Linked DNA regions of Ovis canadensis: region 1 is linked to region 2. Evidence: chromatin contacts called from public Hi-C data. All regions are on one chromosome and are shown on one strand. The core of a region is the stretch at or near the end of the contact, and the rest is flanking DNA. Distances in the headings are between cores, read along the strand shown. Region 1 overlaps MAML2 (mastermind like transcriptional coactivator 2). Region 2 holds the start of MAML2 (mastermind like transcriptional coactivator 2).

Region 1 (3,796 bases), core at 1,289-3,788, 110 kb before region 2:
GAGTATGAAGATAAACACGGTGTGATCAGAAGATTCTAGAATCATTTTATCACTGACACCATAAATTGGTGTGAGGGCGAGTTTTTATAAAAGTGTGTGCTTATAAATAACTTATAACTTCTATAACTTACAGTATTTCCCTTAGCTCTGCCTCACAATAACACCATGCATGGACTTTCTAACATAAAGGCTTCTTGCTTTAGTAGAGAAACCGGCTCTGAAATGAGGACAAACATCTATTAGATGATCCTTCTGGGCAGATAAATGTGCACAGCTTTTCTTTCCAATATCTCCTAAATATTAATACAATCAACACAACTGATACAACAGCATTTTGGAAACAATGTTGATGATTACTGCAGTTGTTCCCAGCAGGGGGCAATTCGCCCCCCACCCCCCACCCCAGATATTTGACAACGCCAAACTTGCATCTAGTCCATCTAGTCCATCTAGTCCATCTAGTCGGTAGAGTTTAGAGATGGTGCTAAACATCTTACAATGCACAGGACAGCCCTCTCCGCCATCCCCCGCAACCCCCAACCCAAAGGAAATTATCCAGTCCAAACTCTCAGTTTGGTATCTCAGGGCTTCCCTCGTGGCTCAGCTGGTAAAGAACCCGCCTGCAATGTGGGAGACCTGGGTTTCATCCCTGGGTTGGGAAGATCCCCTGGAAAAGGGAAAGGCCACGCATTCCAGTATTGTGCCCTGGAGAATTCCATGGTCTGTGTAGTCACGGGGTCACAGAGTCAGACACAACTGAGTGACTTTCAGTTTCACTGACAACATACCAGGTATTGCCCCTTAACATTTCTTTCCTGAGTTGGTAGCCTTGGATCAGTCATTATCATGAGGGTCGATATCAGAGCAGAATCCAAACCCTTCATTTCCAGCTGGGATCCCATAACAACACAGGAACACAGATCCAGACCAATGAGCTCTTGGTTTGTTTGAGGCTAAGTGTGGAATTTTTTTGAAGTTCTAGTTTGGCTTTGTTCAGTCATGTTAGAAAGTACGTAAGTATCATGCTGGTTTAAACTAGTTCATCAGGCTTACTTATGGACATGTTTTGGTTCAGTTACAGTTTGACATTTGGGTCTGTTCAGTTCAAGGTGCAGCCCATTCTGTGATTCTGGATTTTGGCTATGGCCATTTGGTTTATGGCCTGCCCATATGAGTGTGACTGAGCACAGAGCTGTGGCTTAGCACCAGTGATGGCCACAGAAGCTTCTGTACTCTAGAGGAGTTAATTTGCTCTTGACTTTGTTTTGCAGGAGGACTCATTAATGCAAGCACCAAACCTAGAGTTTTTAGGATGCATGGACTCCCTACTTTTTGTCACTTGGTATAAGACTCTAAGACTTCACTAAGAAAACTGGCTTATTTAATATTATATTTACGAAAAAGTACAAAAGTCTCAAATGTTTCCAAGTTTTCCTGAAACTGTTTACTTGAATACACTGTGAAGAAAAAAGAAAGGAAAAAAAAGTTCTTAAAAATCTCCAGGGATTAAAAAAAAAAAAAAGAAAACCCATTTACTCTTATTTTGCAATGGCCCTGGTTGTGAAATCATCAGACTGAAAAATACTGCAGGCGTGTTGAGGGTGGCTTTTAGTGACAAGATTTCCTTAAGGCTGTAAACAAACCAAATTCATTAAGAGAAGAAACAGAAGTGGCAGATTTCATCATAAAATGGAGAACACATTTTCCAGCTGAATTATAGATACAGCACAAAATGCGGTTATTTCATTTTTTAAAAACCTCAGTTTCTGCAGGCTGAAACAGAACATTTCAATTGGCTCAGATCATGAAAGCCATCTGCACCTGCTCACAAAACAGCTTAAAGAAAAAAAAAAAGTCTGCACAAAGGATTTTAACTTACACAGACAGTAAGGAATAGCCTCTGGTCCACAGGCACCCATAAAAGGAGGAGCAGTATGAAGCAAAGGAGATCATAATTTTTTAAAAACTACCAATAAATAATCATCTAAGATCAGTTTACAGCGTTATTTCTGTTTTACCTGTGGCAGCTCCACTTGACTGTTCTGGTTGTATGTTAAAAAGTTGGGCGATTAAAATTCAATTATGAGGGTTTTTCTTTTATGTAGCCTAGGGTTGAATGAATTACTGGCAGGAAACTTTAGCTCATGAACTCAATCAAAAATCCTTTCATTTGTCAGAGCTGCTTCCTGCCCCTCTCCTTTAAACATCTGCTTCTCCAGTTCAGGGACAAAACCAACTCTCTCTGTCCCTCCTTCCCTCCCTCTTTGTTAAAATAATAAGCAATCACCAAAAGTTCCCTTGCAAAAGTTACAGATTTTCTCTTAAACACACGCTTGATCCCAGTAGAGTTTATTTAATATATCTTTAATAGCTTCCTTGTATTCCTCGCTTCCTTTCCGCTTTTAAATGCTGGAAAATCTCAAGCTGACAAAAGAAGACATTTTTAAAATGCGAACCTTCGCAGGGCTAAGCCCGGTCGGTCTCCAGGCCAATTAGCTGGGAGCAAGGCGACTCGGCGGGGGAGGGGGCCGGCTGTTGGGAATCGCCTGCACTCCTTAAATGGCTGGCACTTCCTGCCAGAAAAGGCCAGCTCTGCACAAACAGAAATAGGGTGGAAAGAAAACAGGAGGCGTTGCTCAAGTTCCAAACAAGCTGCGCGTGTGTAAGCGCGCGCCGGGAGGCAGCCTAGCCGCGGCACGCGGGCCTCGCCGGAGCTTCGGCCGAGGAGCCCACCGCCCGTTCGCATTAGCCTGGGGCTGGGGGGCGCCCAGGCCGCCGCCAAGGGGTGCCCGGCCGTGCAAGTCAGGGGGAAAGCAGACAGTGCCCTTTGAACAGCCAGCCTGCGCTGAGCGCGACCTAACCCCTCCGGTCGCCTGCGCAGGCTTCTCTTTGGGAAACGAAGTGCGGGCAGACCTCAGTGACTTACTCTTTTGCCTAAAAAAATCAGGCTGGTTCTTCCTCTAGAGAAGGCTAGGTGAAAGTTTGTATAATCTGGGGGCTATGCTGCTTAATGATCGCAACCCCATTAAAGATCTTTTATTAATAAAATGTTATCACCCTTTTTGGGAATCTCAGTGTCACCCTAGAGGGAAAGACCTATTTTAAGAATGCTTACCTAGAATTTGTAAACGTTTTAAACTGCACGAAATGATGTTGCTTTAATAAGGCTGCTGCTGCTGCTGCTGCTGCTAAGTCGCTTAAGTCGTGGCTGACTCTGTGCGACCCCATAGACGACAGCCCACCAGGTTCCCCTGTCCTTGGGATTCTCCAGGCAAGAACGGTACATAATACAACCAGCTGTTGTATCATAGTAAAGCTTTTGAATGTTTTCATATCTAAGCTATGCTTGTAATTCTAAATTTAGATAAAGAAGCTTCCGGTTCTTTTACCCTTCCCTGTTCCTATGGATGGAAGAATTTGAGCTATAGTGATTAGAAAATTACTGGTATCAAATCTGCTACAGTCAATACATTCATAATTCTTACATGTTGTAATAATTTACTCTTAAGTTAAAAAAATGGGTTATGTGGTTAAAGCCATGTATTCTTATGTTAATATGAGTAATAACAGCTAATATTTCTGAGCCCTCACCGTGTGCCAACTGTGATACAAAGTTCTTTACATGCATAATTTATTTTAATCTCCACAACCCTGTCTGGAACTATGATTATGCACATTTGAAGAAACAGAGGTTTATATCTTTAATTTGCTGTAGTCCAGAGAGTTAGTATGTAGCAAAGCTGTGACTTGTACCTATCCACCTGCACTCAAAGCAGCCACCCATCCATCCATCCAA
Region 2 (3,439 bases), core at 226-2,725:
GCCTTTACTTTTCCGCAATTTTTTAAAAAAGTGCTGTTTCAGAAGCTTTCTGAAGTCAATGTTCAAAACGTACAAAAATCAAACAGAGATTGTCTTTTGGCTTTTAATTTTTCCTCCCTTTCCCTTTGCTCCGGTGTTTCCTCCTCTTTGGGGGTGCTGTAGGATGTGGTCTTCTCCCCAAAGAGGGAGACAGCTTTTCAATTGTTAATGTCAGTAATTGGACTTCTGGACCATGCTTTTTTCTTCAGCTAATCCAATCACCGGTAAAATCCTCATTCCCTCTAAGGTTTCCCAGCCTTAAATGAAAGCAGTCTGAAGTCACTAGCCACTGAGAGAGAGATCCTTCAACACATTTTTTTTTTTTTTCTTCTTCTTCTTTCCCGCTTACGTTTCTAGTCCTCACCCCCGGCTCGATTCTAATACAGTATCAAGAGAGACAAACTCTTCCGAGAGTAATTTACAAACGATGGTCAAACTTACAAACTTCCAGTAAATTGCACCGAGTCATGTCCAGCCACTTTTCTGTCCACTTTTGTACATTCCATCCCCGGCCAGTGGATCTGAGGGTCTGGACTCGCAATAAGCAATGTGGTTCTATCTCTTGGATTGCTCCGCTTTTAGAGATGGAAAAGAAAGTAGCCGGTCTTTTCCTTTCTCTTTTTCCCGTCTGTTGTTCGCCGCTGGGCTGACACTGGCTCCGCCGCCCGGAGTCACGGCGATACACAGGCTTTCATTGTGCTCCGATAGGAGAGGGAGAGAAAGAGAGAGAGTGAGACAGAGGGAGAAAGAGAGCCAGCGAGCTGCAGGGGGGTGGGGGACGGAGGGCGGGGGAGCTCTCGCCCGAGGCTCCCTGGTGGAAGGCGGGTGCCACTGCACGGGCGAGCGAGGCGGCCGGTGCGGGGAAAGGGGAACGCAGAGGGCCTCCCAGCGGCAAGAAGTGGAGGATCCCGAAGCCTGCGCATCTCGGCGTCGGCGCGCGCAGCTCGCACTCCGGCTCGGCTCGGGCAGGACGGCGGTACGTTGGGGAAATTCCCCAACCTCTACCCGACTACTTCACCAGCCCGAAATGGTGCAGAAATTCCCGGCCAGTAGATGTATTTTCCCTGCCAGACCTCCGTTACGCTCCCCGCCTCCACCCCTCGAGGATATCACTTTCATTTTTCAGTATGTTGTCAATGACACCCCTGGGCACTCTAGCGAGAGCTGGGTGAACACGGAGGAAACGTTCCTGGGTGTCAGAAAAGGAGGCGTAGGGTGTGTGCGTACTGGGGGAAACGGAGGAGTGGGTGAAGAGAAGAAATTACATCATTAGCTCCTAAAGGGCAGGCGAGTGTCTGTCTACCTGCTAGCCTGTTTTCTCTGTCTCTGGCTAAGTCAATCTCGGTGATCATAAGCAAAATCAGTAAGAATAACTAAAATATTCTATCACGATGAAATTACAAATATCAGTTCTCAAAAAGGAAAAAAAAACAACAAAAAAATATTTTTCTGAAAATACAAGATTCCCTATGACAAACCTAACACAAGATCTGGGGCCTTCACGGTAGTCTGTTTACATACATAAGGAGGAAAATCATTATGCAGCAGTCCAGTTTCAAGTTCACTAACACAAAACAAACACATCTCTGACACACATTGTTGTCTCATCTTCAGATAATCCTACCTTTAAGCTCTCAAAATGCATGCTGGATTCTGCTGATTACCATTTATGGAGGATAAACTAAAGTGAGCACAATATTGTTCTAGTCAGGACCATATAGTCTGTTATGCTCATTTGGAAGTCATTTGGAAGTCATTTGGATTTGAGGTGTCAAGCAGTGGGGCTTTGTTAATCTAAACCACCTCGCATCTCAGTTACAAGCTCCTGCTTCAAACTGAGCTGTGGTTAGAAATGAGTAAGATCAGTGCAAACATTTATCTACTTTAGTTCTCGATAGGCTGGTCTACATTAGTTCATTTTCACAAATTCTAGAATGTTATTTTGGGATTTGGGACAAGTGCATTCTGATGGAATGTAACTTTTTTTTTACTTTTCATTGGAACATACTGCTGTCTGTCCCTTCCAAGGCTAAGTTTCTCATCACTCATGGAGAAAAGCAGAAATATCTTTTTTAGGTATGCAAATCTGAAAGAACTCTCTCATGAGGTGTCATTAAAAAGGGAAGGGGTTCTGATCATTTTAGATTGGTTTTTAAAAACGTGTATTCATTAGACATTACCTCGAGTTACTATCAGCACTTAATATATTCAGCAGTCACACTTGATAAGAAAAAAACCTTAATAAATTTAAACACTGTTCACGCTACAGTTCTGCAGTAGCATGGATTTTGATTAATAAGTGTTTTTGGTCAAAGCTGCTATTTCTAAATGATATAACTTTTACTAAACTTTTACTTCTAAGCTAGACAAGGACACACCTTAAAAACTTGTCCAGCAACAATTTAATAAATTTTCCTACTATGTTCTAGTGATGTAGGACTCTCCTTTACAGTGTCTTTTGTACACATTTGCCCTTTACAGCCATTTAAATTCAAGCTGACATCATTATCATACACCTCATTTCCATTCATGTCATTACTATTTATTTAGTCACTGTTTCAGCACAGTACTTTGCATAAATCTCCCTCCAATCCACCAAAAATCCTGAGGGAGAGGAATTATTAACTCCATTTATAAATGAGGAAACTGAGGCTTATTGAAAATAAACTATTTAAACTAACTAGGAAGTAACAGATCAGGACTCGAACTCAAGCCTGATTTCAAACCTATCCTTTCTTAACCACTGGACTTGCTGCCTCAGTATCAAGGGTGAAAGGAGTTACAGGGAAACCAGACTATACCCAGAATAGCTCAAGGGCTGCAATTACACCTCAATCAACATGCTGGAGTCTAAGCAAGTCCTATAATACCTCCAAGAAATGAGTAGTGAATAGAACTACTCATCTGAGTATGAGAGCAGACAAGTGAGAAAATATGCTCAATTATATCCAGCTGCCAATAAAATAAACATTTTTTTTCCTTGTCTTCCCCTTTTATGGAACTGTTCCCTCTTATATCCCTAAAGCTTCTGTAAGGGCCCTATGAATTTTTTTTTTAAAGCATTAGTTCCTTTTTATTTGTCCATCTGTCTTCCTCATCTTTACTGTTCACAGATACCTACCATAAGGCATTTAATGCTATAGTGATAAATGTCAAGATCTCAAAAGTTGATATGTGAGACTTGTAAGCTTACAAACTATTGTTATAGAATCAGTGATATCAGTGATGATGATAAAATAATACAGTTAAGTCATAATACCTACTAAAGTTAATTCTGATTTTTCAACATTCTGTTTTCTTCTCGACTATTTGCTTTTGGCCCCCTGATCCATGCTAATTCTCATTTCCTGACAGCCTGTCTCTTTGCAGTTCTTTTGGTGTAATCATGTACAAAAGTCTC

Evidence for each region. A called contact is a pair of places that touch in the nucleus more often than the background predicts.
Region 1: a contact with region 2 is called in a Hi-C map of fibroblasts, with 3 times the contacts expected there. The contact joins the enhancer-like site here to the promoter of MAML2 in region 2. A contact is called at or near these places in 2 of 2 Hi-C or Micro-C datasets (fibroblasts and lung).

The regions. Positions count from the first base shown.
Region 1 is chr15:21,729,418-21,733,213 of ARS-UI_OviCan_v2, reverse strand. The region is part of intron 1 of MAML2 (mastermind like transcriptional coactivator 2); the gene reads right to left. Among named protein-coding and RNA genes, the nearest start is that of TRNAW-CCA, 91 kb to the right of the region's middle. Within about 2 kb of position 2,538, the one cell type or tissue checked has open chromatin away from gene starts, as enhancers often do. A contact at or near this core is called in fibroblasts, where this site is marked.
Region 2 is chr15:21,619,990-21,623,428 of ARS-UI_OviCan_v2, reverse strand. MAML2 (mastermind like transcriptional coactivator 2) reads right to left here and starts at 1,475. Exons shown (of 5, transcript XM_069554889.1): 1 at 1-1,475.